Linked DNA regions of Mus musculus: all the other regions are linked to region 2. Evidence: chromatin contacts called from public Hi-C and HiChIP or PLAC-seq data. All regions are on one chromosome and are shown on one strand. Each heading gives the region's core, a stretch centred on a gene start, on an enhancer-like site or on the middle of the called end of the contact. The rest is flanking DNA. Distances are from core to core; before and after follow the strand shown. Region 1 overlaps Fyn (Fyn proto-oncogene). Region 2 has its middle 21 kb from the start of Gm31562. Region 3 overlaps Fyn (Fyn proto-oncogene). Region 4 overlaps Fyn (Fyn proto-oncogene). Region 5 overlaps Fyn (Fyn proto-oncogene).

What was found. Hi-C and Micro-C count contacts between places; a contact is called where the count stands out from the background. HiChIP or PLAC-seq counts read pairs in DNA pulled down with a chosen protein or histone mark.
Region 1: a contact with region 2 is called in an H3K4me3 HiChIP or PLAC-seq map of neural progenitor cells, with 16 times the contacts expected there. The contact joins two enhancer-like sites. A contact is called at or near these places in 1 of 15 datasets of contacts at CTCF or cohesin (the NIH/3T3 cell line), 4 of 484 Hi-C or Micro-C datasets (bone marrow-derived macrophages, forebrain, tail fibroblasts and 1 more), 15 of 115 datasets of contacts at active chromatin or transcription factors (the 230-238 cell line, the HPC-7 cell line, T-cell acute lymphoblastic leukemia and 9 more) and 4 of 9 other capture datasets (adipose tissue, embryonic stem cells, liver and 1 more).
Region 3: an H3K27ac HiChIP or PLAC-seq map of regulatory T cells shows a contact between it and region 2, with 5 times the contacts expected there. The contact joins two enhancer-like sites. A contact is called at or near these places in 1 of 15 datasets of contacts at CTCF or cohesin (the NIH/3T3 cell line), 3 of 484 Hi-C or Micro-C datasets (bone marrow-derived macrophages, cortical neurons and nephron progenitors) and 10 of 115 datasets of contacts at active chromatin or transcription factors (the 230-238 cell line, bone marrow-derived macrophages, embryonic basal ganglia and 7 more).
Region 4: a contact with region 2 is called in an H3K4me3 HiChIP or PLAC-seq map of bone marrow-derived macrophages, with 4 times the contacts expected there. The contact joins two enhancer-like sites. A contact is called at or near these places in 3 of 484 Hi-C or Micro-C datasets (B cells, bone marrow-derived macrophages and nephron progenitors) and 5 of 115 datasets of contacts at active chromatin or transcription factors (the 230-238 cell line, CD8 T cells, bone marrow-derived macrophages and 2 more).
Region 5: a Hi-C map of bone marrow-derived macrophages shows a contact between it and region 2, with 65 read pairs. The contact joins two enhancer-like sites. A contact is called at or near these places in 1 of 15 datasets of contacts at CTCF or cohesin (the NIH/3T3 cell line), 4 of 484 Hi-C or Micro-C datasets (CD4 T cells, bone marrow-derived macrophages and peritoneal macrophages), 7 of 115 datasets of contacts at active chromatin or transcription factors (the 230-238 cell line, bone marrow-derived macrophages, embryonic fibroblasts and 3 more) and 2 of 9 other capture datasets (adipose tissue and liver).

What each region holds. Positions count from the first base shown.
Region 1 is chr10:39,519,096-39,525,161 of GRCm38.p6, reverse strand. It overlaps Fyn (Fyn proto-oncogene), which reads right to left. Exons shown (of 14, transcript NM_001122893.1): 6 at 2,310-2,408. Among named protein-coding and RNA genes, the nearest start is that of Gm40627, 68 kb to the left of the region's middle. Within about 2 kb of position 4,636, at least 46 of the 459 cell types and tissues checked have an H3K27ac peak or open chromatin away from gene starts, as enhancers often do. A contact at or near this core is called in T-cell acute lymphoblastic leukemia and neural progenitor cells, where this site is marked.
Region 2 is chr10:39,263,297-39,268,792 of GRCm38.p6, reverse strand. No RefSeq gene overlaps it. Among named protein-coding and RNA genes, the nearest start is that of Gm31562, 21 kb to the right of the region's middle. Within about 2 kb of position 2,007, at least 138 of the 459 cell types and tissues checked have an H3K27ac peak or open chromatin away from gene starts, as enhancers often do. A contact at or near this core is called in the 230-238 cell line, CD8 T cells, T-cell acute lymphoblastic leukemia and 6 more, where this site is marked.
Region 3 is chr10:39,488,725-39,494,911 of GRCm38.p6, reverse strand. The region is part of intron 3 of Fyn (Fyn proto-oncogene); the gene reads right to left. Among named protein-coding and RNA genes, the nearest start is that of Gm40627, 99 kb to the left of the region's middle. Within about 2 kb of position 4,326, at least 47 of the 459 cell types and tissues checked have an H3K27ac peak or open chromatin away from gene starts, as enhancers often do. A contact at or near this core is called in bone marrow-derived macrophages, oligodendrocyte precursor cells, pro-B cells and 1 more, where this site is marked.
Region 4 is chr10:39,431,260-39,436,731 of GRCm38.p6, reverse strand. The region is part of intron 2 of Fyn (Fyn proto-oncogene); the gene reads right to left. Among named protein-coding and RNA genes, the nearest start is that of Fyn, 64 kb to the right of the region's middle. Within about 2 kb of position 1,556, at least 56 of the 459 cell types and tissues checked have an H3K27ac peak or open chromatin away from gene starts, as enhancers often do. A contact at or near this core is called in CD8 T cells and bone marrow-derived macrophages, where this site is marked.
Region 5 is chr10:39,409,106-39,415,002 of GRCm38.p6, reverse strand. The region is part of intron 2 of Fyn (Fyn proto-oncogene); the gene reads right to left. Among named protein-coding and RNA genes, the nearest start is that of Fyn, 42 kb to the right of the region's middle. Within about 2 kb of position 1,517, at least 95 of the 459 cell types and tissues checked have an H3K27ac peak or open chromatin away from gene starts, as enhancers often do. A contact at or near this core is called in the 230-238 cell line, adipose tissue and bone marrow-derived macrophages, where this site is marked.

The sequences.
Region 1 (6,066 bases), core at 3,387-5,886, 250 kb before region 2:
GATGTGTGTGTGAAATGCCACCTGCACGCACAGAGAGAAACCCACCACCTTGTTTGAAATGCCAACTGCAGGGGACGATTCCATAGCTCAGCTGTACGACCCTTGATTTCTGAGCATAATTACAACTCCTGGGAAATACCAAGACTCAGCTCTAGTATAAGGATCATCAATCAAGCATGATTTTTTTTTTAAAGGAGCCCACTCAGGATGGATAAAGAAGGAAGACAGATAACACTTCTACTTAGTCTCTACCTACAGGAATTCTGAAGACGGGAACTCAGCTCTACCCCTGATCTGAGATGGCTGCTGTTCTTGGAAGCCTGGTTTGATTTTCTCTCCCTGTCCAGCATTCGTGAGGAGCGTTTACCAAGTACCTGGCCTGTGCCCTGCAGTTGCGCTTCTCTGACACAGCTGCAGGGATTGCTTACTGCACATCTGAGAGAAAGCTGTGCACGGTTAATGGGCATGTCCATAAAAATGAGTCGGTGGTGCAGACATTTTAACATTCCCTTGCAACAGCACTGACAGCACACTTGTGCCGTGGCAGGAAGCCTCACAGGCCTCCTCAGGACCGGAATGCGTCTTTTGTCTCTCCACTTGAGCTGCTGAGTCCTAACCAACGCCCGGCAATCCGTTCACATTTCAGCACTGGATTGTATATGAGAGGATAAGTATGCCAAGAGCCCAAGGGAGAGTTCTGGAACATTCCACCAGAATCTGTGAGTAGGAGCAGCTTTCAGGACCAAACCATCACAGTATTCATCTATGAAAGCAAATGGTTTTAAAAATGAAGCTTCAATTCACCATGCCTGAATGTAGCTAGGAAGTTCACCATCAGATCCTTCTGTGAGTCAAAGAATTTCACCGAAGGAGCGTCACCTTCAGTGACTTGAGAAGTACCCAAACTCTCCACAATCCCAGCGTAGCAATAGCTGCTGTAAAGGATACGACACCAGCTATGTGAGAAATGTCTTTTTTTGGTTTGTATCAGTAACTCAATTAAAATGCTGTGTAAAACTGGTGAGAGGAAGGCCTGCAGAACAAGAGGTTACACTTAACCACACGCTGCTTGTGCAAAATACCGATTAATTGCACGTGTAAAAACCACAGGCTGTATTTTAAAAAGCTAACTTATACTCTAAAAAGCCCAAAATATTAAAAAAAAACCTTATCATTATAAATATGACTTAAATATGCACCCCCAAGTGGATTCTCAGTTAAATCAAAGGAATGTTACTTTGTAGTTAAGTTTTAAATTCCGAAAAGACACAGGAGATATTTACCAATCTGTCCTAAAAATTCAATACAAATACACATATTTCCTATTTTCTGATAATGAAACACACTAGTAACGAAGGGGGTAAAACAGCTCAAAACACAGTGCTGGAGAAGCAGAAACAGATCGAAGTGTAGGAGTACAAAAGACTTAAAGAAGAATGATGGACGCATGAGGATTAGGCTAGGGTGAAGGTCTACTCCTCTGTGCTGTGCCTCCGCAAATCCACAGCAGGCTGCAGGCCGTGAGCAACCGACAGTGACTCCTTTCTCTTTCTGGTGAGGTCTGTCCCTGTAGGTGGGGTAGAGGCCATCCATGTTCCTGAGCTTGGGACATCAACCTCCCTCCCCATTTCCTAAGAGTTCCTACAGGTTTCTCTGGAAAGAGAATGAACAATGACCAGTCAGCCATCCTTTGAGAGCCCCAGACTCCTACCACTTTCCAAAACTGCCTCCCTCCAGTGGGAGGGTGGGGCCAAATAACTGCTGGTCAAGGTCGACCAGCCACAACACCAACCGAGACCTCAGTCCAAGGAAAATATCCCTCGAAGCCCACAACTGCAGTAGTTTCCAAGTTGCTCTTCTGCCTGGGGAACAAAAAGCTATGTCTTTTCAGAAGGCTCAGTATTTCTGATTATCAAGCAGAGGACTCCTGTGTGTGTGTGTGGGCTTAATCTCTCATAATTATCTGCCTCCCAAGTGCTCAGGGAGCAGACTGCAGGCGCACGGTGGGCTCTCAGTAACACACACTGCAGCTGTGGTTTCCCCACATTGGTTTTTCATCTGGAGCAAGTTACTGGGTTTTCATCTAGGGTACTCACATAGAGCTTCTCAATCAGAAAACGGACGGGCTCAAAGGAAACCACGAAGTGAATAACAGTGTACTGCGCAGACTCGACAGCACAGCAGGACTGTAGCCTCTCAACCCTTAACCACTGGGAAAGGTCTTCTCGCTCCTGTGCTGTGTCACTGGCATTTTATGTGACAATTAAAAGCAGATATTTAGACAGACAACAACAACAACAACAACATACTCTTCTGCCTGGATGGAGTCAACTGGAGCCACGTAATTGCTGGGAATGTAACCAGTTTCCCCGGTTGTCAAGGAGCGGGCTTCCCACCAGTCTCCTTCCCTGCAAAGGAAAAGAAGGGACATGAATTGAACGCACCATCCAGCTGGGAATTCTGCAGGCCGACCCTATGCCTTTTCTGTAGCCTTGTGCCCCCTTCTGCAAACTTTCAACACGGGCCCTAAGAAATCCAAAGCACCACGCGCTGAAGTCAGAGTGCTTTTCTTACGTGCACGAGGCTCTAGGTTCAATACCCGGCCCCACATAAGCTAAGGGTGGAAATCCCAGTAGGAGGTTGAGGAGTTCAAGGGCATCATCAGGAGATCCTGAAACGGAAACTTTCCCACTTAGGGCTCGGGGAGGAGCATCTTTCTGGGTAGGAGGCAATCTTGAATGAGGGGTGTGTGTGTGTGTGTGTGTGTGTGTGTGTGTGTGGAGTACACACACCAGCCTCAGTTTACTTTGGAGAAGCAGTAGGAGGCCCAGTGAGGGTTGGATGTATGCTTAGTGGACCTATCAAGCTTGCTCTTGACGAAGTAGGAAGAAGACATGACCTTCTGCAGGTAGTATAAGAACACCACATAACAGGATTTCCTCAGACACTCTCAACAGGATGTTACTCTATTAAACATTCATAGCTCCCCCCACCCCCACCCCCAGATTCAGATGGAGGCCAGGCAGTTGTGTAGCTGGAGGGCAGAAGAGATCTCTGAGCCACTGCAGCAAAATTCTCAGAGTGTGAATCAGGAAGGGCACTTCCGACTCTCAGTTTACAGTCACTATATATAGAACTATTATCCATACGCTTGGATTCATGAAGGTTTATGGCATGTGAGCTTCCTCCCATTAACAGTGGGTGGGCCAATGATCATGTGCGTGGAGTTTAGCTGTGACTTGCACCAAATGAAAGCCTCTCTATCTATGAGGGCCAGGGAAACAGGCCTGCCGGTCACCATATTAGGCGCCTCAGCCTCTGACCATTACAGACACATCACCTCCTTTTCTTCTTTTTTTAGTCTGTGAAGGTAACAAGAGAAACCTCAGGCCTTTCTTTTCTTTTTCTTTTTTTTAAAATTGTCTTTGGCTGGGCTCTGTTGATGCTCAGTCAGGGAAGAAAACGTACTGATTTTGGGCTGGGAAGACCTTCCCCAGGTCAACATTAGGTAGACACCCTGGCCTCCTGTTAAGCCAGAGTCCTCCCTCCTTCAGGTTCCCTACAGAAAAAACTTCTGAGCAGGGGTACCAAGGACCAGTGACATCTGGTGGGGCTTTAGAAAGTCACAGAATAAAAGAATAAAATGGGAACTCATCCAAGTGGGTGTGGCTATGAGATAAATAACAGTAGAAAACACACACATACACACACACACACCCAAAGTGCTAATATAAGTTTTAAAAAATTATATTAAAAAATTATGTGTAGGCATGTGTGCCTCTCTATGCAGTAATGTGCAGAGGAGTGGAGGTGCCCTTGGATACCAGAGACCTCTATCCTGCTGGAGCTACAGATGGTTATGAGCTTATTGATGTGGGTGCTGGCAGCACACTCTTAACTCCTGAGCTATCTCTCTAATTTTGAGGGATTATAAAACCTATTTCTTGGTTAGGGGTGTTAGAGCACACATTTAGTCCAAGCACTTGGAAATAGAGCCAGGTGAATCTCAATGAGTTCAAAGCCAGCCTGGTCTACAAAGTGGGATCCAGGACAGTCAGGGCTACATAGTGAGACAACAAACAAACAAAGAAACTCCTAGCATCTTTCCTTTTTAACCTTATTAAACTAACAGATCAACCATGAGAGTGATACTGTAGTTCTCTTACCCAGAAAACTGTTTAATTATAATCACATTGTGTCCATATTCTTATTTGAAATATTTATACACATCAAAGAATTTACATAGACAAAACTCCCCCAAGGAGAGCCATGTCCTTTGTCAAGTGAACATCTCTCTTAGCTACCATTCGTGCATGTGTGCATGTGTGCCTCTGCCTTGTACATCTCATGACGTAGATGCTTTGTGGCCGCGTGCCTGCCTAGTGCACACAAGGCCAGGAGCCCATCCCCACCCCCAAGGAGAAAACCAAGTTAACATTTTAAGTCAGCACTGTTCCCATTTCTAGCCCCACAGAAATATATGTAGTTGTAAGTCTAGCATCTAAATGCATATTGGAAGTTATACTGACCACCATGTGTTTAAGAAAAAGGCTTTACCTTCATTTTAATAGTGAGTGTTTACTGCTCTGAAATTCCACTAGATGGAGACATTTCATCATTGAAAAACATAAAGATCACCCACTGGCTCTTCACAGCAACCAACCTTCACTGCTCCCAGCCTGGGAACCGCTCCAGACAGTGAAGAAGAATGAAGAGCTGGCAGCCCAGGCTTGTCTCCTAACGCATGCTAACCTTCATCAAGTTACTTCTAGTTAAATCAAAGTGAAAAAGAGCGAGCACCAATTTCAGGTGATGTCAGGATGTTGGGGGATCTTGCTGCAATCGGGGACAAGCCCAGTCTTACTCAGGTGACTGAGTAATCATGAATTGACTCACTAATGAGGCAATTTCCAATTTAAGTTAGTATCAGCTGTCTTGTTTTGGTGTAGCCATCTAAATAAGTTTACACACATTAGAATGTAACAGTTGTTCAGAAGAAAGATAGCACCACTCTGGACTTAACGTTTCTGGGCCATTTTTCCCCCTCACAAGAGTGACACACAAATGACAAACAGTCACACATTATAAGGCAAATGTCACATCTTGTGGCATTTTTCTCACACTCTATTCTCACTGGTCCTAGACTCAAAATATCTACTACAAGCTGTTAGGTAAATAAACAAGCAAAAACTATTTAATTCACTGGCAGCACCCATTCACCTCCACAGTCCTGCACACAGTGTTGGTTTGGAGCGGGATCTCTAACAGGACCCTTACACTTATATTTTTGGTTGTGAGCCTAGCCTTTAACGGTTGAGCCGTCTCTCCAGCCCAGGACCCTTATTCTTGACTTGAGCTACTGTAGTTAATCAGCATTTGAAAATCTGTGCCTGTGTGTGTGTGTGTGTGTGTGTGTGTGTGTGTGTGTGTGTGTGTGTGTGTGTGTGTGTGTGTGATGCATGCTGTTCAGGTATTCTTGCCAGTGTGTTTGCATGTCTACAGAGGCCAGAGGACTACATGGGCATCTTTCTCAGTTATTCTCTTCTTTGTTTTTGAGAAAGGGACTCTCACTCTCACTGAACCTGCAGCTAGCTCATTTAGCGAGACTGGGTGAGCAGTGACTCCTCCTGTCTGTCTGCTTTCCCAGGAATGGGTTACAAGTAGTGCTGCCTGCCACACTCAGCTTTCTGCGGACTAGACAAGGTTCCTAGGACTGACTGCTGGGGTCTGGACTAGATTCCCAGGCCTGAGCTGCTGGGAACTGTAGTAGGTTCCCTGGCCTGAGCTGCTGAGCTGTCTCTCCAGCCTATAAAGCTGCAGTTCTTTAAACTGTTCTTACAGTTCAGCTTTTTAATTCACTCGTACCTGGTAAGATACTGTCTTATTGTCTGACCCAAACCCGTGATTTAATCCGACACTGGTTGAGAATGGCTTCTAAGTTTTTGTAACAGACTCTGTTCTTCCATCCCGTCTTTAATCCTCAAGTCCCTCACAGGGCTGCGGCTTCAGGTGCTGGAAGTCCAGATACTTTGGAGATCAGATGGAGGCAGGAAGTGGCTTTGCCAA
Region 2 (5,496 bases), core at 758-3,257:
CATAATAACTAACAAAGAATATATGTGCTTACTGTCTACGAAAGGTTCCGGAGCCAGGTGTGACAGCGCATGCCTTTGATCCCAGCTTTCCTGCGGCAGACGCAGGCAGATCTCTAAGTCTGAGGCCAGCCTGGCCACAGAGTCCCAGGACAGCCAAGGCTACACAGAGAAATATCATCTTGAAAAACAGACAAACAAACAAACAAACAAACAAGATCCTAAAAACAGCAAGGAGGTATAACACTTAGTAGAAGATGCCAGCTAGACAAGGGGAAAACAATTATACAGACAGGAAAACCATTTACCTTCATCACATAAATGATCATCATCAAGAGTCGTAAAAAAAAAATGAGAGGTGACATTCACAGTCCCCACAGATTTCTTGTTACTTTAAAGGAGACTAAAATAGTGGTAAGTTCTGGTGGATCCTTAACCACAGAATCAAACTTAATAGCACCACCAGCAGCTTAGTGAACGTTGTGCATTCTTGGTAGCATGTAATGGTAAGGACATAATAGTGTGCATCTTGAACTATATGAAATCTTGGGTTTTGAACAACAAAGCTAACAATGTCATGTGAGTCCGTGTAATAATATTTCTGTTTCTTGACATAAACGTGATTGCTCAGATTAACTAATGAAACTCAAAGTGAGACTCTGTGAAATGGCTGACTTAGAGTTTCAAACAGTGTTTTTAGAGAATTGCAGGGGTGGGGGACCAAGTGGGGAGATGCACTGGAGTGCCAAAAAACGGCCACAGGGACCAAATACAACAGTTCCCAGTGAGATCCTGGATGGCGAGGACAGAGCTTGGGTGTGATGGCATCCTTGCATGCATTCTACGATACATAATAAATCTCATTTAGGAATGTTTACTGGCATAACGATTATACTGTGGTTTTCCAGGGATATGTCTTTATTTTAAAGAACTTGTAGGGTAAAAGGTAAGAATTTCTGCAGATTCCTCTCTAAAGGTTCAAAGTTTGGCAAAGAATGAGGACATGTGCGTGTCACATGCAGAAGGCAGAATATACCATGGAATACAATGGAATGTCTAGGTGTGTGTGGGGTGTATGGATAGTCTTTTCATCCCTCTTGTAACCTGTCCCCAGAATTGAATAATTTCAAAATAAACAGAGGGTGGAAAAATGAATTGTCCTGATTTCACTCAGGCTCTGTATGCTGAGGGTCTGAATGCTGAACTGTCCGGTGCTTTTCTGAATGGAATCTTTTGACTCTAGGACCAGCTGTGTAATGACTGGGGTGCTTAAAAAAAAAGTCCCAGATGAAACAGATCCTGTCCCCTACCAAAGGGAAAAACCGAGTTCTACTCCTGAACAAATGGAGCTGCCCAGCTACGTGCCCTGCATCAGTGCTCTGGTGAATGGGACTCTGCTATGCACGGCGCAGCTGTTCGCTGGCACCTGAGAGCCATCTTCATCTTTGCATTAGGACAAAGCTCCCCCAAGACTGAGTGATGTTTTAAAAATATTGAATTTTTTACTAGGATCTTACAGCAACTGGGAAATTAAGATTCTGTAGAAGGATGGCACAACTGGAGATGAAAGTCCTTACTAAAAATAGAAATGAGTTCCCTCTTCAATGACTCAAGTATCAAGTTGGGTTTGCCTGGTGAGCAGAGGCTCAGGGCAGGCAAAGGGGAAGAGAGTATGGAAGAGTGTCTCTTTTTGTGTGTGTCTCTGTCTCTCTCTGTGTCGCTGTCTCTCTGTTTCTCTTTCTCTTTGTCTTTGTTTCTCTGTGTATTTCTGTGTCTTTCTGTCTTTTTATCTCTCTTTGTCTCTGTCTCTCTGTTTCTTTGTCTTTCTGTGTCTGTCTCTCTGTCTGTGTCTCTCGGTCTCTCCCTCCCTCCCTCCCTCCCTCCCTCCCTCCCTCCCTCCCTCCCTCCCTTCCTCCCTCCCTTCCTCCCTTCCTCCTAGTGCTATTGTGGCTCTAGCAAAGTCTCAGGCCAGGCTTCCTGCCAAGATCTTCTTTGTATTTCCCTGGCCTTCAGTCAAGTTCTGAGCGCTTTGTGCAAGTCCCTTCCTGTCTGCACCCCCACCCCTGCTCTTCCTCCTGTCCTGTCAGCCTTGCTTTCCTGTGTGCGCTTCCAGCCACAGCAATTTCTCCACAATTTGTTCTTATTTCCCTGGGAAGTAGAAATGATTGAAAATGAAAGCCAACCCTAACCACTCGCAGGTTAACAGGACAGGCAGGAGAGTGTTCAACAGGAAGAAAGGCCTCTTGGGAGTTCTGACTTCTCAAAAAGACTTAAACAGTCGAGTTTTAAGCAGACTCAAATGAACCGTGTACTACAGGCTGTAATCTGTAGCAAACAGACCTGGGTTGAGAACCCAGCTTCATCGTGACAGTGCAGTTACAGGTGAGTGTTAGGTTTAAGCTCTGAGGCATTCCCAGGTTCATATGTGGTAGGCTCTGTTCTCAGGGCATCTGTACACACATGAGACTATAGAGAATATTTCATATTCAAACCAGTGACATATCTTCCTTTCTGACTTGGTTTTGTAATGTGTGTGTGTGTGTGTGAGAGAGAGAGAGAGAGAGACAGAGAGACAGAGAGAGACAGACAGAGACAGAGACAGAGACAGAGAGAGACTGTCTGTCTATCTGTCTCTTGTTCACCGCTGTGTATGCCAGGCTAGCTGACCCAAGAACTTCTGGGTGAGTCTCCTTTCTCCACCTCCCATCTGGCTGTAGGCATGCTGGAATTACAGATACTCTTCTGGCTTTAAGTTGGCTTTAAGATTTGAACTTCGATCCTTACACTTGTGTAGCAAGTACTTTTACTCACTGAGCATCAACCCAAACCCCTTTATTAATTTCTTCTTTTTAAAAAATTTTTTCTCACCCACCAAGACTTAAACACACACACCCACACAACTTTGAAAGTTAAATAATTAAGGAGAGATTGAAGGTAGAAATACCATAAAGGCAGGGTTAGGGAGAGGAATTCACACATACCATAGTCAGGTATAATTGCTAGCCGATGCTACAACTTTACTGAGTTCCCTGGCAGCCAAAGAAAAGATGGGAACAAATAATTAAGAATAGCGAGGCCCCTGAGATTAAGAACATACATAGGATTATAATTCTTTACTTGAGCTTTTTTTTTTTTTCTTGTAGATTCTCATAAGGAGACCAAGTAGCAAGGGATGCCTAGCCTCAGTGTATCTTTACTTTCATAACAGACACGATGATCCGCTGCAGAGAACGGATCTTAGAACAGCTTTATTTAAGCTGGCGATGTACAGCTGGTGTGAAGTCTTAGGAAAGCAGCTTTGTGAGAAGCTAAAACAGCATCCTGTGTGTATACAGACCTCCAAGGCCCTACATTCCGCATAGGCTTGAGAGCTCTGTACACACAGGAATAAACAGCCTTGTGTCCTCTAGGCAGTGTGATCTTCTATAGCTCTTACTTCTGACAGTCAGTCTTCGGAGAACTGTAATCAAGTACAGTCGTAAGAGCGGTCCCTTTCTGCCACAGTGAAGGGCAAGGAGATGTGATTGGAAGAGGGGTACCAGGAGGACTAAAGTCCTTTTAACTAAAATCAGCATTCAAACAAGCACACCTGGCTGAACAAAGTCACTCCACCTTTGCATGTCGGGGGCTGAGAGACTAGCTACAGGGACAGGCAAAATAACTGATCATCCTGACACTGGACAATTCTTTGAAGTTTATTGTTGATTTTTAAAAACTGGATTCTACCTTGGTGGGGGAGGGGGGCAGGAGAGAAGAGCACAGACTTGTGCCTCAGAAGGAAGCACCCCAAAACATTGTCAGGAGAAAAGTTATGACTGGTAGGACTTGGGCTGATGTTCCTCTCCTGTGTTTTCCTGTGTTTGTCCTTTGTGGTAAAGATATATCACTATCACTTTGGCGGTAAGAAAAAGTACAGCAATGAAAGTATTCTAGGGGAAGATAACTATAGTGATCTGCTTCCATAGGGTAAGAGCCGGTGACGTTCTAGCACACTGGTTCACAACTCTCAAAGCATTTTAGAACACTTAAGAGAACTTTAAATTTAAGGGTACCCTGGCTCCATCCCCAGTTAAACAAAGTAGCATGTCTGAGACAATGGTTCAGGTACTGACATTTAAATAATGCCCTATAGGAGGAACAACAATATGAACCAACCAGACCCCTCAGAGCTCCCAGGGACTAAGCCACTAACCAAAGAGTACACATGGAAGGACCCATGGCTCCAGTTGAATATGTAGCAGAGGATGGCCTTGTTGGGCATCAGTGGGAGGAGAGGCCCTTGGTTCTGTGAAGGCTTGATGCCCCAGTGTAGGGGAATGGCAGGGTGGGGAGGCAGGAGTGGGTGGGTAGGTGAGCACCCTCATAGAAGCAGGGGGAGTAAGGATGGGAAAAACCGGGAAAGGGGGTAACATTTGGAATGTAAATAAAGAAAATATCCAATAAAAATATTTTATACTAAGTAAAAAAATAAATAAATAAAAATAAAATAATGTCCTATGTGCTGTTAGTGTGCAGCTGGTTAAAGACTACCCCACGCACTGTAGAACAGCTGCAATCATTTGACCGTAGACAGCGTTCAAACAGATACTCTCCTTAGTGGTTTATATACCTCTGTGATCTTGTCTTTGCCCTGTTGTTCAACACTGGCTCATTCATTAGCTTTCAGAAGAATATCCAAATATGGCACGTTGTAGACTGAAAGCAAAGCAATGCTGAACCAATCTGTACACCATGGTTTTCTGTCTGGGGTCATGGGAAAGAGGCATCCATGTTTAAACCGCAGTTGGTGGTTTGTTTTTAACGATGTGGTAGTGACAACTGAGTTGGACGTCTCAGTGGGTACACTGCTTTAGCTAGGAATGGTAAGGCTAACAGCTTACAGTCCTCAGTAGTTGGGGTTTTATTGTTTGTAATCATTGGACACGAAGACCTTGTATCTGATAGGTGGGTTTTTGCATAAGAATGTATGCCCTCAGAACAGGGCTGTCTTTTTAATACTGTGTTTCTATGGCTTAGGAAATTGCCTGATGCAAAATGGGTACCCATGTATAGTCAAGGGATGACTAATAGCACAGTTCGAATGCAGGATGGAGCAGCCCATACCACCTCGTGATGGAGGAGAAGGACAATGAAGCTTACTTCTCCTAACTTCATTTGCTCAAAGGCAAAGCACACACAGAACAAGGAGGAGGCCACCTTTCCAGGGCTCAGCCTCTGTCACTGTTTGCCCAGGTAAAGAGCCTTTCTGTGGGTTCTAAGTTTGTCCTGCTCCTAATTAGGTTCCACTTTGGAACTTCTCCATGACACTTCAGGGAGCTCAGTATCTGTTTCTCCACCAGTGAGTGTGTCCCATAAAAAGAAGCAGCTCAGGTCTTGGGGACACAGAGTCTGGGCAGGATGTGTTCCAACTGCTGCAGCATTTCTCCACATGGCTGGATTTTTTTTCCTCAGAAACAAAAGGTCCTGTAATCTGAACCTTGCAACAGCAGTAATTTATGC
Region 3 (6,187 bases), core at 3,077-5,576, 220 kb before region 2:
AGCCATCTGGAGCATTACCTAGTCACACAGACAGTAAGTAGTTGCTTAGTAGACACCAACAGATGTGTGTATGTGAGGACAGATTTACACCGGGGCTGAAGTGTTCTCTTGCTGGCAGAGCTAACCTGTCTGTCCTGGGTATGAATGAACCCAGAGACTTCCTGACCCCTTGAGACAGGCAGGCATCTACTGCAGACATCCAACCACCTCCTAAACAGAGACTTCGAGAAACAAGTTGACTGACAACATGGGTTAATATGATAAAAGCCTAAAAAGAAAGAAGAAATTAAGGAGGGAAATACTGTATGTCTGCCCAACATATCTGATCTCAGTTCAGCAAAGAATCTACTCTTTTTTTTTTTTCCAAGACAGGGTTTCTCTGTGTAGCCCTGGCTGTCCTAGAACTCACTCTGTAGACCAGGCTGGTCTCCAACTCAGAAATCCACCTGCCTCTACCTCCCAAGTACTGGGACTAAAGGAGTGCACTACCACTGCCTGGCAAAAATCTACTCTTTTATAAAAGGAATTACTATCATGGGACTGCTGTCCTACAAGGACACTTCTGCTGTGTTAAGACAGCATCTCCCTGTGTAGGCCAGGTTGGAAATTTTGTCTCTGCCTTCTGAGTTCTGACATCACAGGAATGAGCCACCACATCTTGCTAAGATGTATGTACTCTGTTGTTTTTCTGATTCAGGGTCTCCCTGTGTAACCTTTGGTAGCCTTGAACTTGTGACTTTCTTGCCTCTGCCTGCCCTGAGATTACAGGTGTGTTCAACTGAGCCAGGTTAATACATTTCTGATCTACTATTTGGGAGGAGGTGGTAGAAGATTGCTTATATTTTATTACAACTCTTGTGTTGAAAAATCTTAGTTTGCATCATATCATCTGAGTGCCAATTTAAGACTTACTAAATGAAGGCATTAGGGTGAGTGGTATTACTGCACAAAGTATACCAAGTTTACCTAAATTTCAATCTTTAAACACAGCCTTTCCTGAAGCATCTCTTTGGTGACTGACAGAAGAGCAAGGGGATCTAAGGGCTGAGGGGTTACACCCATCTCCACTACTTCTTAAAGCCACAGGCAGAATTCTGAGAACCCTGGCATGTTAGGCAGAGTCCTTTGCAGCCTGGGAACTCAAGGGGAACCAAGAACATGTGGGTTTACAGCAGTCATCTTTGAATTCTTCCGTGGCTCCTTGAAGGGCCCCCATGCTCTCCTCTCCCCCAACAGTGTTCCTGGCATACCAGGGTTGTCTGACCAACATGACTTCTCTACCTTTTCAAAGAAGGGGCTCAGACACCCCCACAGAGCAGTGTGCTGCTGAAGCCAACCAGTCCCTAGACGCTGTGGACAAGCCACCATAACCAGTCATCTGAACAAGGCCAGCTTGGCCTTCCTTACCTACGCTGTACTGACGGGAAGGGGTAAGTGACAGAGGATACCCCAGTTCAGCTAGAATCTGGAAACCTGCAAAGCTGACCAGGCTGTGTGGCAGAGCAGTCAGGGAGACTGATGCTTAGCAGAAGCTTGCGGGCTATGTCCTCAAGGTGAGCTTGTCAGGATGGTACAAGCTCTGTGGCTGAGAGATTGGGGATGGCTCCTAAGACACAGGTTCCATTTTTCTCTTCAGTTAGGTGCTGAACCATGCCTGAAAGACTGATGACTTCTGGGTGGAAGCCAAGAACTAAACAGAAGGAAATCAAAATAGAGAACTGAAAACCTATTTGGGCACTTGAAGAGATTTTTCTCTTTTTGAGTCTGGCTACTTTCTTTTGCTTGTTAAATGAAAAAGCTTTGACTATATAACTTTCAGTCCTCACATTTTTCTGTAAATTAAAGGATCTGAGTGGATCAGGGACCGGGAGCGGGGTGAGTGTTGGTTACTGCTGGGGCTAAAGGATTAGGCTGGTGACACACTGAGTTGTAGTGACCACATGGATAGCCACTCAGAACAAGTGAGCCACATCAAGGGCACACAGCACATAACCCTCCTGAGGCCAGTGAAGAGGACACACAGGACAACAGGCCCACAACACACCTGCTGAAGGGACACATGTACCCAGGACCTATGTGTCCTGCATCTGGGTTAGAACTTACCCGAGGACGAAGGTGATAATGGAAGGATACAATGACAATATACAATGACAATACATAACTAGCAACCAAGGCTCTGGGCTCAACATAGGAGATGTCATCCACTAAGGGTGTGAAGTGATTGGAAAACGGCCAGTGAAACAATCACAGAAGACATGAACTAACAGAGTCAGGAAAAAAATCTCCAAACGTATGCTACTCCTGGCCAAGGACTTCCTCTGTTAGACATTATCCTAAGAACAAAAATGTATATAAAGACTCAACAACATTCATTTCAGTGCAATCAGTGATAATGAAAAACTGGGAATAATCTAGGCACTCACCCACAGGAACTTAAGAAAACATATCAAACAGACTCCTATGAGGTGATTACAATGACAGCGTGGCAGACTAGCTGGATGTTCATGCCATGTTCAAGGAAAATGAAAGTTACAAAACCACCAGCCGAATGACGATGGCTGGCTCTCCTTCTAGCCCTCTAACCCAGCCACTCCGGAAATGACAGCTGGGGATGCATCCCTGCTGTATGGGGGATACATTGTAAGTATTTTATCAGATTTGCCTCGGCTCCCACAATCCTCTCTCCTTTGTACACCCTTTGTCTTGCTGTTCTTTGAATGCACACTCCTTGACTCAGTCCCTGCCAACGCAAGCTCTGCCTACCTGTGTGTGCCCAGCACCTTAAACTACTTCCACCACAAAGCACTCAGTGGATGGATGTTGTAATCTCATTAGGGTGTGACCTTATACATATGTAGATTAATCAGTGGGTATACCTTCATAGATGCAAACATGCCTATAATCCCAAGGAAGTGAGGCTGCCTGGCAGCAAACCTAACTCTACCAGAGGACCAGAAATATAGCTCAATGACAGAACATTGGCCTAGTCTGAGGCCCCGGGTTCAATTCCCAGTTACACACACACACACACACACACACACTGAACATGTACAAGAGAGAAGGGGATGACTAGGAAGACATGAATACACCAATACTGACTTCTGTGCTTGAGAGTGTATGTGTGCATGCACATACAAACACACACAAATGTGAGTACATACCCCCCACATATATACACAAAGGAAGGGGTGCAGGAAGATCACAGTATTGAAGATATGAAATTCTGAATTTGTTTTTTCCCTTCTACATTCATCTCCATAACAATAATACTTAAAGGATTTATTTTTATCTATATGCATATGTATATCTGTGTGCATGTCTGTGTCTGCTGTGTGTGCTCAGATGCCTTCAGAGGCCAGGAGAGGGCATCAGATCCCCTGGAGTAGAGATGGCAGGTAGTTATGAGCTGCCTGACATAGGTGTTGGGAACTCACTGTGGGTCCTCTGCAAGAGCAGCAAGCACTCTGAACCACTGAGCCATCTCTCCAGCTCCCATTAATGCTTTCTCTTGAGGCAACACTGATAAGGTTTTCCCTCATTTAGTTTTTAGAGTGTACGCATGTGCTAAGAAAATGCTGTCACAGCTGGCTTAAGACCAGACATCATAAAGAGAGGTCATAGAAGCCTTTGGTTTCATGTCCTTCCTCCTTCAGAGGAGGGGGGGATGAGACTCAGCATGGGTGTGTATGTGTATGTGTATGTGTACGTGTGTGTATGTGTGGGGGCTGAGGGGTCTGAGGCTCAGCATCGGTCTATGTGTGTGTGGAGAGGGTTGTCTGGTGGCTTCTACAGCTGAACATGAATTTGTCCAGTGGGATTTCCTGAATACTAGTGGCCCTCAAACTTCATGCTCTTGACCGTCACCTGGAAGGCTTGTGAAAACCACGCTGGGTGGGCCCAGCTGCTGAAGCGTCTGACTCAGTAGTCGGTATGAGGAGGGGCCTGCAAGCTGCACTCTGACAAGGCACTGGGTGATGCAGTTGCTATTGGCTGAGGCTGCACTTTGAACCCACTGGACTGAGCCACACTGCCTCTCAAGGCTTCCTCAGCATTTCTGACTCGTATTGCAGAAAGGGCACTGATTTAAGCAACAGCTCAAGCCAAAGAATTCACAGGAAACCTTGTTCTGTCCTCTCCCAGAAGTTCCTACTAAAGGAAGGAAAGGGAACAGGGAGGCCTGTATTACACTGTGTTTGGGTCCTCTCCATTTCATGTTCTGTTTAGTCCTTTCTACTACTGAACAGCAACACAACACACAGAACAGTCTATACCCAGAGGCGACAGTGGGGTTAGTTCAGAGCAGCAGGACCCTGAAGTCATTGTTTACTCTCCATCTTTCATTCTGACATCTGTCTCTAGTGGCATTCAGAGTCTCTGCAACAATGCCCCCAAAGTAGGAACAAGCATTCCCAAGAAATTCTAGTGTGATGTCGTAAGTTGGGTGTGCTGCACACGCCTGTAAGCTCAGCTGCTTACAGAGCACAGAGGGAAGACTGTACGGGAAGAGTGCAGTGGTGCTGTGGCAACACAGAAGGAAGAACAAAGAACTTCCCCCCAGTGACTTGCATGGCAGCATGAAGATGACCTGAGCCGATACTTACTACAGCAGGTCTTCTGAGAGGCATAGTTGTAGGATGCAGACTTTATCATGGATCTCAGCCTGCTGCACAGAAAGTCTTCACACATAACCTGTGTGAGGTAAGACCCTAATGGGGCCTTGTCTCAGAACATGACTACCCAACTCTTGGAGAAAGCTTGAACTGAAAGGCTAAAGCCAAGCACAGAGGTGAGAATGGAGGGCTGGGGAGATGGCTCAGTTGGTAATAGGCCTACTGCACTGAGAACCCGAGCTCGGATCCTTGTCCCTGCAGGAAAGTCACACAAGGCTATGACAGTCTCTAAGTCCCTACCTCTGGCTACCATATACATATGCACACACATACACCCGCACCTACACACCTGTGCACACAAGCATGAACTCTTTGGCATGGACACACACATATACCTGCATGTAAACACACACATTGGCATGTGAACACACACATGAACATGAACATACACACATACATAAGGAATGTATCATTTTCTGTCTTAGGGAAAAGTAAACTAGAAACCAGTGATTGCTTCTTTTCCACTCACTAAAGAAATGAAGGAGACAAGTCTAAGTGACCAGGTCTCCATACCTACAAACGTCCACATAATCGTATATTACAATATGTCCTACACCGTTAAGGGTCAGACTTGACCCCACGTTTGACAAAGTCCTGAGATCAGAAAGAGACAGGCTGACATTCCCTAACATTCTACTTTTGACTTGTCCTCCGCAGAGGCACGACACTGACACAGCTGCAAACACGGCTTCAGAGGCTGGGCACCCTACTGCTCAGCGTTTCTTTTATCAGCCTCAAGTTTGGGGTCAAAAACTTGACTCAATTCAAAATTGAGACCAAGGTTTAGTATTAGTGGGTTATTTAGGATAACACAAGGACAATGTGGTTTCTGTACCTGTCTGCCAGACTTCTTTCTCCCCTTGGTGACTTCCCTCCACATGTGTGACTCTAGATTTCTGGATCAGCTGCATCAACAGGTTTAAAGGGAATACTCTAAGTAATTGTGGCCATACCATCAGAGGAACCCCGGCTTCAGATGAGAGAGCTCACAGCTCATGTGATCAGTTTCCTGTGCCCTCTGCTAAGGGCCTCTGTGCCTCCTCCAGGAGGTACATTTTCTAACTGTGGCAGTTTAGCCAGAAAGACAGCAGAGGGGACCTTAAAAGGAAGGCAAATGACAAGAAGGAGCAGGGCACAGTGAGTGGAAAAGTGGAGAGGACCCCTGAGATGGAGTCCCAAAACTGTGCCGAGTGGACTCCAACAGTGAGCTTGCAGACACCCAACTGTAAACACCAAACTGTCAACTATGCCTGCCTGTGTTCTTCTCAGTAGAGCGAGTCCAGGTGGTAGGCAAAGTCTAATTGCTTGCTAACACCCAAGCTTCCACTCCCAGGAGTGTGTGTGTCGCTTTATATAGTATGGAAAATTAAAATTAAAGCTACCTCTTCAGTCAGCTTTGCACCAGCCATCCAATGTGAACTCCAGGCTGGGCTGAAGCAAGATGCAGGAGCAAGCCCTCTGACCTAGCAGAAATAGTTGCTTCATTCTACCAGAGTCAAGTTTAGGGACAAAGTTCT
Region 4 (5,472 bases), core at 307-2,806, 170 kb before region 2:
CTAAATGCAGAATTACCTAAAGGCAGATCCAAGGAAGACAGATGCATACATAAAGAACACTACTATATTGATATTGGATATTTACTTTCCAAAGAAATACCAGAAAATACCTACCAAGGTAGGAGTGGGATAAACTACATAAAGAGAGTACAGAGAAGGATCAGCTTATGCCAAGTCCCTGAAGGAATACTGCAGTGGATACAGTTACTGACTTCTACTGATTTCATTGGTGTCTCCTCATCTTCAAATTAGTTTGTTTCAAAAGCTGCTAGTGTAAACTAAATAAACTTTATAAGAACATTTCATTTCTGAGAAATTAAAAGCCCAAGAAGTTACATCACAGACCCCAAAATAGAGAACCCAGAAAGGGGCCACACACACACTCTGAAGTTTCACTTTCCTGCTACTGAGTATCTATGCTCGGGAAACACACGACATGTCTCATACTACACCCACTGTCATGAGTGACATCCCTGTAACTATCTGGTGCCCAGTCTTTGTTAACTGGCAACAAAGGGCTACCTATGCAGAACTTAACAGTAACAAAAATCAGGGCTGTGTCCACAAAGCAGCTCTGCTGCCTGACTGTACGGACAGTTGAGAGTCACTAAGAATCCAGTCACAGCACTGAAAGACCTCAGCGGCCTCCATCTGAGGTTTCCTTAGCACTGCTTCAGGAGTCCTCAGTTCCCTTATAAAAACAAGAGAGTAGTAGGCAAGCTGGCTCTCGGCCTTCATCCTAAGTAGAAGAACCTCCAGGAATTTGTCAGGCCGCGTTCATCTGAGGAGGCCTCTGAGGACCTTCTGCCAACTGAGACAGCACCTGTGACAAAGCCAGCAGTTTGGTCGTACAGTGTCTTCTCCGTGGGGAAAGCTTGGAACATTAATTTTCCCACCAACTAAGAGGCTCTCAACCACAATCCCTTCCTCCCGGCCTTGTCATTACTCTGTGAAAGTGTCACAGAGCTGTCCAAATGTTAGGGGCACAGCCAAGCAGAAATATCACTGAGTAAAATCAGAACATGAGGCCAAACTCGAATTCAGATGCACAGTTTGGGACAAAATTATATTCAAAATGATTCAATGCGTATCTCTGATAGTCCCTGATGTTATGTAAGCCACAGTTATTAGCTGGATGTACTGATAAGCTATGGTAAGAATTACAGTCCAATACTTGGTTTCTCTTTTTGTTTTTCAAGACGGGGTTTTTCTCTGTGTAGCCCTGGACCAGACTGCCTCTGCCTCCCAGGTGCTGGAATTAAAGGTGTGTGCCCTGATTACCCAGCTTCACTGTGCATCTCAAATCCAAACTCAACTGGGCATCCTTATGCTTCTGCTGCATCTGGCAATCCACACGTGACTCACGCTGCTGCTGCTGCTGCTGCTGCTGCTGCTGGTAGGCTGCTCCACCCACTGGTCTTTACCTACACTTAGACCAGCACTGGCTCACCTTCTGAGCCTGAGGAACAAGGGTCTGCAGTGTCTGCTTAACCCTTTTCCATCCAGATGTCTACCGCCACCCTTTCAGCCACAGCCCCTTACCCTGGTGCCCACTGTGAGTCAACTCACAGTGTCACTCACTGCTGAATGACTCAGCCACCCTCTCTGAACCAACTGCCTCTTTTTTTTTTTTTCCTAAAGAAAAGGTCATTTATAACCACAAATTTAAATGATCGGATTACAAACCTTCTAAATACTTAAGTGGAAAAACAAATGTAGGCTGTGTGAAAGGAAAGCTGGGGCGGGGGCAAGAGAAGAGGGGGCTGGCGCTGCTCATGGGTTGGCTCTCTAGATTCTTCTACAGTTCTGCTTTTCTAACAGCTTCCTTTCTTTCCCGAGTTCACAACAGCACTTTAGGGGATGGAAAACACACACACACACACACACACACACACACACACACACACACGGAGGCTTAGACTAAGTAAGAAGTTTCTACTGACTTATAAACTGGTCTCCCACTGCCCCAGTATATGGCTGCACTCTAAGACTCCAGTGCAAGTCGGAGGGACTCTTAACATCTAATCCAGACTGTGCACAACTCAAGGCCCCACTGCCCACTCTTGCTTGGGCTACTTGGAGCCACACTCTTGCTTGGGCTACTTGGAGCCACAGAGAACAACTGTGCATTCCAGTGATTCCAGGTACTGTGGTAAATCAATCAATCAATCAATCAATCAATCAATCAAACAAACAAACAACAAACCATTCCAGGAACCCTTGAAAGCCACCTCAGGCTCTCCAAAGCCAGCAAGTCTCGACGGGACAGAAAGCTAAGCAGTGGAAGTGCCTTCGACACTACAGCATGTCCTACAGGGTCAGGTGTTTTAAGTCCAGCTCCACCCCCTAGAAGAACCTGTCTCCACTACCTCCCATCAAAGATGACCCTTTTCCCTAATATCTACAAATATACTAGTTTGTTTCTTGTTAATGTGACACTAACTAGGGTCATCTGGGAAGGAGCCTCAACAGAAAATGCCTCCATTATACTGGGTTATAGGGATTTTCTTGATTACTGATTGATATGGCAGGGCCCAGCTTACTGGGTGGAGTCATCCCGAGATGGACTGCATACGAGAGTGGGCTGAGCGAGTGATGAAGCAAAGCCAGTCTGCAGCACTCCTCCGCAGCCTCTGTGTGGGCCCCTTGCCTGTCTTCGCGTCATGCTATACTGTAAGGTGTAAGGTGACACAAACCCTTTACTCCCAGGTTGCTTTTTGTCATGGTGCTCATTACAGCAACAGAAAGCAAACTCGGACAGCCACCCACTAGCCAAAGGACTCCACCAAAGTCCCAAGGGAAGAGACTTAAAGTCAGCATTACATTGCAAAATAGGAAAAGCATTTAATACCCTTCTTTAGCAATTGGCTCTTAGTAGCCGTCAAGCTGCTGGGAAGATAGAAATGCCACAAGTCCTGGTCCACCGTGACTGAGGACAGAGTTTGTCACTACTAAGCTGAGTTTGCAGACCCATTTAAGGAGCTGGGGCACTTGGGTCTGCCCCACCGAATCAACACCTGCCAATGACATTTACGTTCTTGTCCTGAGATTTGGATGTGAAGTGTTTAAGATGGCAACAAGGCTCTGACTGGGGAGGGGAGGGGAGGGCTGGAGGACAGGGAGTGACACTCTGAAGATGTCATATGCTCCAAGAATTTTACATTTAATCCTCTCAACAACTGAAGGGGAAACTTATCTAAGCAGGCTGAAGCCTAACTCATGTCTTTTGGGCACCAGTGCTGTCTCCAGCTTGTCCATCTGTTCCACTCGGGCACCCAGTTTCAGCTTCTCCTCCTGGGGTCAGCACAAGGCCACTGCCTTCTCTAGCCATGCCCTTGGTAGACACAGACTGAGCACTTCATGGGCTTATAACAAGGGCTCTACTGAAGAGATCCATTCTAACAGAGGGCTTCTTTATATACTTTCTGCAATAAAGCTGTGTCCATTATGTAGGTAATTGCATTTTGTATCTTGGGGCACACTTAGGGAACCTCCACGAGTTGCCTGACTTAGCAGACGATGGTAAGAAGGCCATCACCAATGCTGAGCTTTGTCCTACATGACAAGAAAAGTCTCAAACTCTTAGGCAGGGAGCCAGAGGAAGCCGGTCCTTGCTGTGGTTTGTAGGGAGGTCAAAGAACACTCACCCCTCTATTTCTAATCAATCTCTCTCACTCCCCGAATTAGTCCCTTTCCCTTTCCCCGCCTCTCCCTGATCTCTCTGGTAATTTTGATGTACAACCAGAAGCGGCTTCCCTAGCTCAGGCTCGGCTGGCATGACAGCTGCCCCTCCCCCAAGACCCGACGTCCTTTAGGTTTATCATTTGTAATTTGAAAATCTACTGAGAAGGAGTGCACTATGGTTGAGGTCAGAGTCCTCTACAGAGGTTTAGAGTCCCTCTGACGCAAGCGGACCTTTGTCTTGTGAAGGCAGTGCAGCAACAGTACAGGTGTACCCCGTCGGTCAGCATAAGCAAGAAAGCACAGCAAAGCCACAAGGCCTACTGTGGTCCAGCAGGAAGCCTGTCAATGCAGACTCTATTACATTCCAAGGCCTGAAAGAGCCAGAGAGAACAGACACTTGAGCTGGGACAGGAAGGCATAAAAAGGTGGTAGGGAGGGTTCCCAATGAGAACTGTCCCTGCTCTTCTAAGGCCACTGCCAGTCAAGAGAGACCCCCAGAGGTGTCAATACTCCCACTTCCCCGTCCATCCCTCCTTCCAGTATCTAGGTGCTAAACCCAACCACAAGCCAGAGGTGAAAGAACTAAAGCTGCTCATAGAAATCAGATTGCTGAGGCATAGGCGAGAGGGAGAGGGCAGAGTGTCTGGGGGGTAGGGAAGTGTGAGGACGATGCCTGTGGGAAAATACCAGGGCATGCCAAACGCTTGGCATCAGTAGGAGACGGCATCTCATGCCCACTCTTGAGAGTACCTGATGCTACAGGTAACTGCCGAGTTCTGTTAACAGTTTTGCCAAAATACGGCTTTGTTCTGGCAAGCATGTTTTTTTGTTTTTGTTTTTTTTTTAAGATTTATTTATTTATTTATTATATGTAAGTTCACTGTAGCTGTCCTCAGACACTCCAGAAGAGGGAGTCAGATCTCGTTATGGATGGTTGTGAGCCGCCATGTGGTTGCTGGGATTTGAACTCCTGACCTTCGGAAGAGCAGTCGGGTGCTCTTACCCACTGAGTCATCTCACCAGCCCAAGCATGTTTTAAGAATACATTTGCAAATGTATTTCTTACATCTCAAATATCTAAAGGTACTTAATTCCATGAAAGAAACACTATTTTACTTTAGTCACATAAGGACAATCTCCATGTATTTTACGCTAAACTCCATTTCTTCTAAAAGAAGTAAACCCAAAACCACTGAAGGCGAAGGAACCTGTGTCTTTAAGTGGAAGGAACCACGGTGCTTAGGTCAAGCCTCACTCTGGAGCCTAGAGCAGGTGTCCTCTCCTCTCCGCTTCCTTCTCCTCCCTCTCCTTCCCCTCCCCCCTTTCATCCCCTTTCTCCTTTTCCATGTGTGTGGCTTTCCAGTCAGATTCATCTTAGCACACAAAGGCACAGTGTCTTCTAGGTATAAATGGTCTAAGGGGCAGAGCCATCCCACCTTTCAGCTGAGCTAGAGTTCCCAGGAAGCAGCATGGTTGGCTGACATTCCCAGCTGAAGGGTTACCCAGTGAGTGCTTTTCAAATATCCTTGTGTGTATCTCTTCTGGCAAAGAGGAAAGAGGCCAGGCTCCTGTGTTCCCTGTCAGCCAGGAGCTGCTGCATAGTGGCACAGGGGACGGACAGTGTGTGGTTCTAGGGACAGCGAGGTAATTTCTGAGCACAGACATGACAGGTGGCCCTAAATAACCTATGACCACAACATAAGAGCTTCCTTCCCTTTCAAGCTGTCTGGATGCTGCTGTCATGCCTGCAGCCATCATGCCTGTAGTACTCCTGTGTCACACCCAATG
Region 5 (5,897 bases), core at 268-2,767, 150 kb before region 2:
ACTCACTTGAAGGAAAGGAGTCTGAGAACAAACAGTAGTGTTTATTTACAGAACAGCAAGCTCCATAAAATAATGATAGTTTTGCTAAGTGGCAGCTGCCATCTAAGGGTCTCAGAACTTACAAGGGCCTCTCTCCACCATGGGAGGTATCATCGTCTGCTCTTGGTCAAGTGGGTTAGGAAGCTGAGCGCCCCTTGACCTTACTGCACGCTGGTTTGAAGACACTTTGGGGTGCTGGGTCCTCATCATAGTTTTTCGAATCCTTATCGACACCAAATGCAGCTTTATAAGGCTATCACAGAGACAGCAGTCTGTCTTCTCTTGGGTGTCCCTACAACTGTTGCTTTAGGGTGTGGAGAACTGACAACACTAGACTCTGTGTGCTGAGTCTTTCCATCCCTGCTGCCAGGTCAACAGAGACTGGGACTTCTTGAGCTTACCCTAAAGACCAAGCATGGCCACACTTGAGGTCTGTGAAAGACAAAGCAGGGGAGGACTGGCCTGCCCAATGACAGTGTTCCCATTTACTCCTCAGCTATTTAGACTTACACAGCAGGGCAATTGGAGGGAGTTACAACAGCAAGCCCTGCAAGGGACCTGGCTAGACAACATTCTTCCTTCTTTGGGGTAATGAGCAAACAGTAGAGCTGAAGCTGAAAGCCCCTCCTCACCAAGCTACCCAAGCCCTGTTCTCACAGGCAGGAGGGCTCAGCCTCTCGCTCCCCTGGCCTGAGATGATAGGGGTCACCAGTGGAGAGCAAGGTAAAACCAGTACCATGGGGCCCACCTTCCCCATACTGTGCTCAGAGCCCTGGTCTTTCCTGACACAGGTAGCTGTGCTGTCTTTGAGCTCCTCTCATCACAGTTTCTGGGACTATGTTGATCTTATACTCAGGCCAAGAGCATCATGACCCAGATCCCTAGCCTTTCTCCTCCAGCTCTGACCTCTGAAATAAGTGTATGTATGTATGTGTATGTATGTATGTATATATATATATATATATATATATATATATATATATATATATATATATATATATATATATATATATTTTAACTAAGCTTCCTGAGGTTTTTCAAGATACCATATTCTGCATGTATCATGGGAAAGATAATTCTGTGTCCAAGTGAATTTCAGAGGCCTGGATATAAAACATGTTAAACAACTGTGGATTCTCAAATATTTTAAAAAGTTACTGTATTATCATGTTTTGACCACCTAGACTCCAGCTGGTGTTACTGTTTTGTGAGGTTTCAGAAATTTTAGGAACTTAGGCCTGCTTGGAGAGGAAGCAAGCTACTAGGAATGTATTATACCTTTGGCTCTCCCTTCCTCTCTGTGTGTCCTAGGCACCATGCTGTGAAGTGTGTAAATACTACACTTAGATACACTTAAATGAGGTACTTAGAATCAGAATAAATACAAAGAGAGAACAGAATGTCTGCTGTCAGGGGCTGGGAAATGGGAAGAAGAGGAAGTTACTGTCTTGGTGGAACAGTTTCAGCTTTGCAAGGTGAAATGTCATGGCTGCGTCACTGAAAAGTTTCCTATCATGTGTATTCACCTAAAACAAATACATTAGATGGTGTTCTTTCAGTATGAACTCTCAGAGCCTTCAAATGCTTCATGCGGCAGGAATGCTCAAGACCGGAAATGCATCAGTTCACAGACGTCTCCAGGGACCCGTGTGCTTCAGAACTCACTGTAAGAATGAGATGCTGCAGGAAAACGGCTAGAAAATATCAGCTGCATCCCTCACTAGCCGACAACCCCTCACCTGATACACAAGATCACGTCCGGCGTGACTTATCTCGTGGACTAATAGCAAAATCTAGTTTTAAAAGAAACTACATACACAAAAAAAACCCTGAAGTATACCAAAAGCTATCTAAGATGTCGCTGTCAACTGAAAGCAGAAGTGAGCCCCTCCACCCAATCTTCTAAGCAGCCATCGGTTATCAGTGGGCAGAGCGTCAGACTGGGAAGCCGTGACCTGTGCATTTGCGTTATGGCAAACGAGGAGAGTAGGAGCCTGAAAGCTGACGCTAAGGGCTTGCTGATGTCACTGCTGTCTGAGGTCAGACAGGTCATGTGCCCACTCTGACCATAGCTTTTTCTGCTGTCAAAATGAAGTAGTCAGAGGAGATAATCTCAAAGGTTACTCCCAGCTACATGTGTCTGTGAAATACTGACACAGACAAGTCGTGGGTACCTGCCCAACTCCTTCCTCAGGTGTTAAGGGGTGGACCCTGTGCCTGGCTGGGTGCTAAAAGGGAGAACAAACGGAAGTATCTGTATTCCCTAGTTAGCCAAGAGGAGGTCACTTACTCCTCACAGGCAGAATCAGGAGAGGACAGAGAGGACATTGCCCATGCAGGGCCGCCTGGGTCTTTCTTCTAATCTCTTGGTACTGCTCCCTCTCAAATCTCTAAGTATTTCGAAACTGTACAGATTCCAATGGATCCAGACAGCATAGGATAACTGCTGAGTGAAGAGAACTACAGACCTCCACAGCGACAAGGATGCTTGGAACCATCTCCTGCAGAGCTCAAGGACATTTGTGAGATACCCAAGCACGGCCACAGACTGGCAATCTGCCTAGAGACCCTTTCAGTCCAGCAATGAGTCAGCAGTGCTGAGTCAGCAGTGCAGGGAGAGATGTAGTGCGAGTTCCTGGAGGAAACCTAGGGGAAACTTCCTGGTGGGAAGTGAGAGAGTTCTGCACCTGCTGTGGACAGAAGCAGACCCACCAATGATCACAAGGAGGAGGGAAGCAAGATACCACACACAGGAAGGACTCGGCTGGCAGTGCATAACTAGATGAGGCTGTGAACAGGAGTTGTTTAGGGATGGGGGCAGGTACAGGAGACTGGGACAGATTAAGACAGAAGTTGAAGGCCTGTATCAAAGTAGCATTGCGATAAAGACGGCACAGCTGTCAAAGGAGCACACGGCAGTCATGCCTGCCCAAAGGGAGTGTCCCAGAGGCTGAGCAGAGGAAGATGTCTATGACTGTCTATATGACTGAGGCTGCAATGGAGTAGCCTGGAGATCAGTGGTAGTGGGAAAGAATCTGTTTCTGTCTTATTGAAACATTATAAAGATAACGGGGTGCAAGTGTCTGATCTGTAGGCAAGCAGACTTCTGAGAGAAGAAGTGATGAGGTGCTCGGCACGGATCTGTACATCTCGCCTTTCTAGAGTGGACTTCTGTCTTCTGCTCTTGAATAGGCATTCAGACTACCCAGCTACTTTTTGAAGTAGTATATGCCATTTATTCTTGGACACTTCTCTTTATTTGCGTGAAAAATCTGCTGTGCTAGAGTACATTAAGATTAATGCACTAAGCCAGGCGTGGTGGTGCACACCTTTAGTCCTGCACTTGGAGGCAGAAGAAGACAGATACCTGAATTCAAGGCCAGTGTGGCAACAGAGTGTATTCCAACCAAGATGATCCAGAGAAACCCTGTCTCAAAGACCAAAACAACCACCACCGCCAATAATAATAATAACAGTAATAATAATAATAATTAATAATAATAATAATAAACAACTATCACCAAATTTAAGAACTATGGATGAATTCTATGGCTGCTGTGGTATCAAAGTTAAGATATAAAACCCTAAAGACGGTTGACATTGATTTAATTGGCAAAAAGTTTAAAAACTAAAATGTTAAAAAGCATACTTTTTGTTTTTGATAGGGTCCTGCTACGTTGCGTGAACTGGCCTTAAAGCTGAGGTTCTGCTCAGCCTCCACAGTGGTGAGGTCACAGGTATACAGCACCATGCCCAGTATGCCCCTCTTTTTTTTTAAAGTGGCAAAGAAACAAAAGACATTTTTATTGTTTGCCATGGTCTAATTAACTGTACTATCTGTGGATCCTTCCGGGGACTGATACAGTGTCTCAGTCTCCACTGAGCCCAAAATAAAACATCAGTAGTCTAATAATTCCTATAGCTCCTGTATTGAAATAACATAACAAGATCTCACATTGGCAGGGAATTAAACTCCAACTTGTGTCATCTACTATTTATCTATCTGAAAGAACTAGGTACCTGAACATGAAATTTTATACTGCAAGCCTCCTTTCCTAAAGCCTGTGTACTTTATTCACAGGAAAACCCTATAGTCGTTAGCCTCAAACCAACTTCTTGCTTTTTAAAACACTTTTCATCGACTCTGTGAATCTCACATCATGGACCCCAATCCCACTCATCTTCCTGCCTACCCTTGCAACCTGCCTCACAGAGAAACATTTTTTAAAAAACTAAAAAACCAAAATTATAAACACAAACAAACAAACAAAACAACAACAACAAAACTCTTCTTGTCCTGGAAGCTGTAGTGCCACAGTGTGTCCCACAATGCATCCTTCTGTCCACACAGCATGACTTAGAAATGTTCATTGCAATGAGTCCCTGATCTACTTTGAGGTCTCCGGCTTCTGCTGCACTATAAATACTAGGTCCTCGAGGGGACTCCACTTAGATATCCTGTTGTTGACCTGTGTCATGGAGCACTTTGTTATGCAACTTTGGATCTGCAGGACCGGTCCCTTCACACGCTCCAGCAGTGCATAGACAGGGTAGATGTTGGGGTGGGCCAACTCAGAGCCTTGGATCTGGGCCTGAGTGGTAGCTGAGCTGTTCAACCCGCCAGCTCTCCAGCACTGGCCCAGCAGGCTCACCCAATGCAGCAGCCAGCAGGGAACAGGGCAAGCTCTTCCAGACTCACCCACACCTACAGCACGAGGGGCCAGCTCTACTGTGCTTCCCAGGCAAGGTGCAGGCTGCTCTCAAGTACTGCAGCCATTGGTGAGGGGCAAGGCCAGCTCTCCTGCCTGCCACAGGTGCCGAGGAATGAAGGGGTGGCAACTCTTCCTCACTCAGGCCACAGTCCATGCCCCTCTTATAAGCACATTTAAGTCCTTGTAAATATAGGCTTTGTATAAAAACTAGTAGGAATGACCTTTCCAAACCTTGATCTGTTAAGACCTATATTCGCAGCTAGATCAAAGACGGCCAAAACCAGCCACTGGCACTACTTTTAACAGTCCCAGCCTTTTAGTCCTTGAGAGGATGCAATCAAGTGGAGTGTGCAGTAATGATGATAAACGTGACGTGCCTGTGATACTATAAATAAGTGTAACATATTCTCCCAACCCAGTTAATTACTTCTTGTGTAAAGCAGAAGAACCAAACTGTCTGAATTCGGAGAGTGGGAGAGCCCTCCTGTCTCTCTTAGGTAGTTTTACAATCCTAATTTTAGACTTAACAAAGCCTTTTAAAAGAAAGACGGTTACATTAAGATGACGGAAGTATGTAAAAATGTATCACAGAGATCCTCCTGTTATCTGATGGGTTTAATCATTCATCAGACTCTAGAGAGGAGGAAGAAAGGATGAAGAGTAATCACAACTGTCTAAGGGAGCATTGTGGGCCTGAGGCATATGTGTCTCTGTAAGCCACAGGGGACAGTGCCCCACACTAGAAGTTCAAGAGAGGGACATACAGCAGCATATCAGGTGACTCAGGAGATGGCCTGAAGAAAGATGCTTGGTGGATGTGAGCTGATGTTATGTATCCATTTCTTGATAAATCCAAGCAATCATGCATGCCAATGCAACACTTTCCCTCAGAAATTAGACCAAAGAAAACAAGCCCGTGTTTACTTCCTGGTGGGCTGCCTGTGGCTGCTAGAATCCACTACATCCAAACACCCAGAGACAGCACCAACTGATGGGTTTGTATGAAATTCCACCCCTATATCCTGGTTTGCCTCATACTAACTTGGGCTGGTATTGGGCCATGAGGAAATGTGGCCTTGCTCAGAAAGGTGCTATTCCCACCAACCCACCTATAGACGAGCCTGGAACCTGAAGTGACTAAAACTT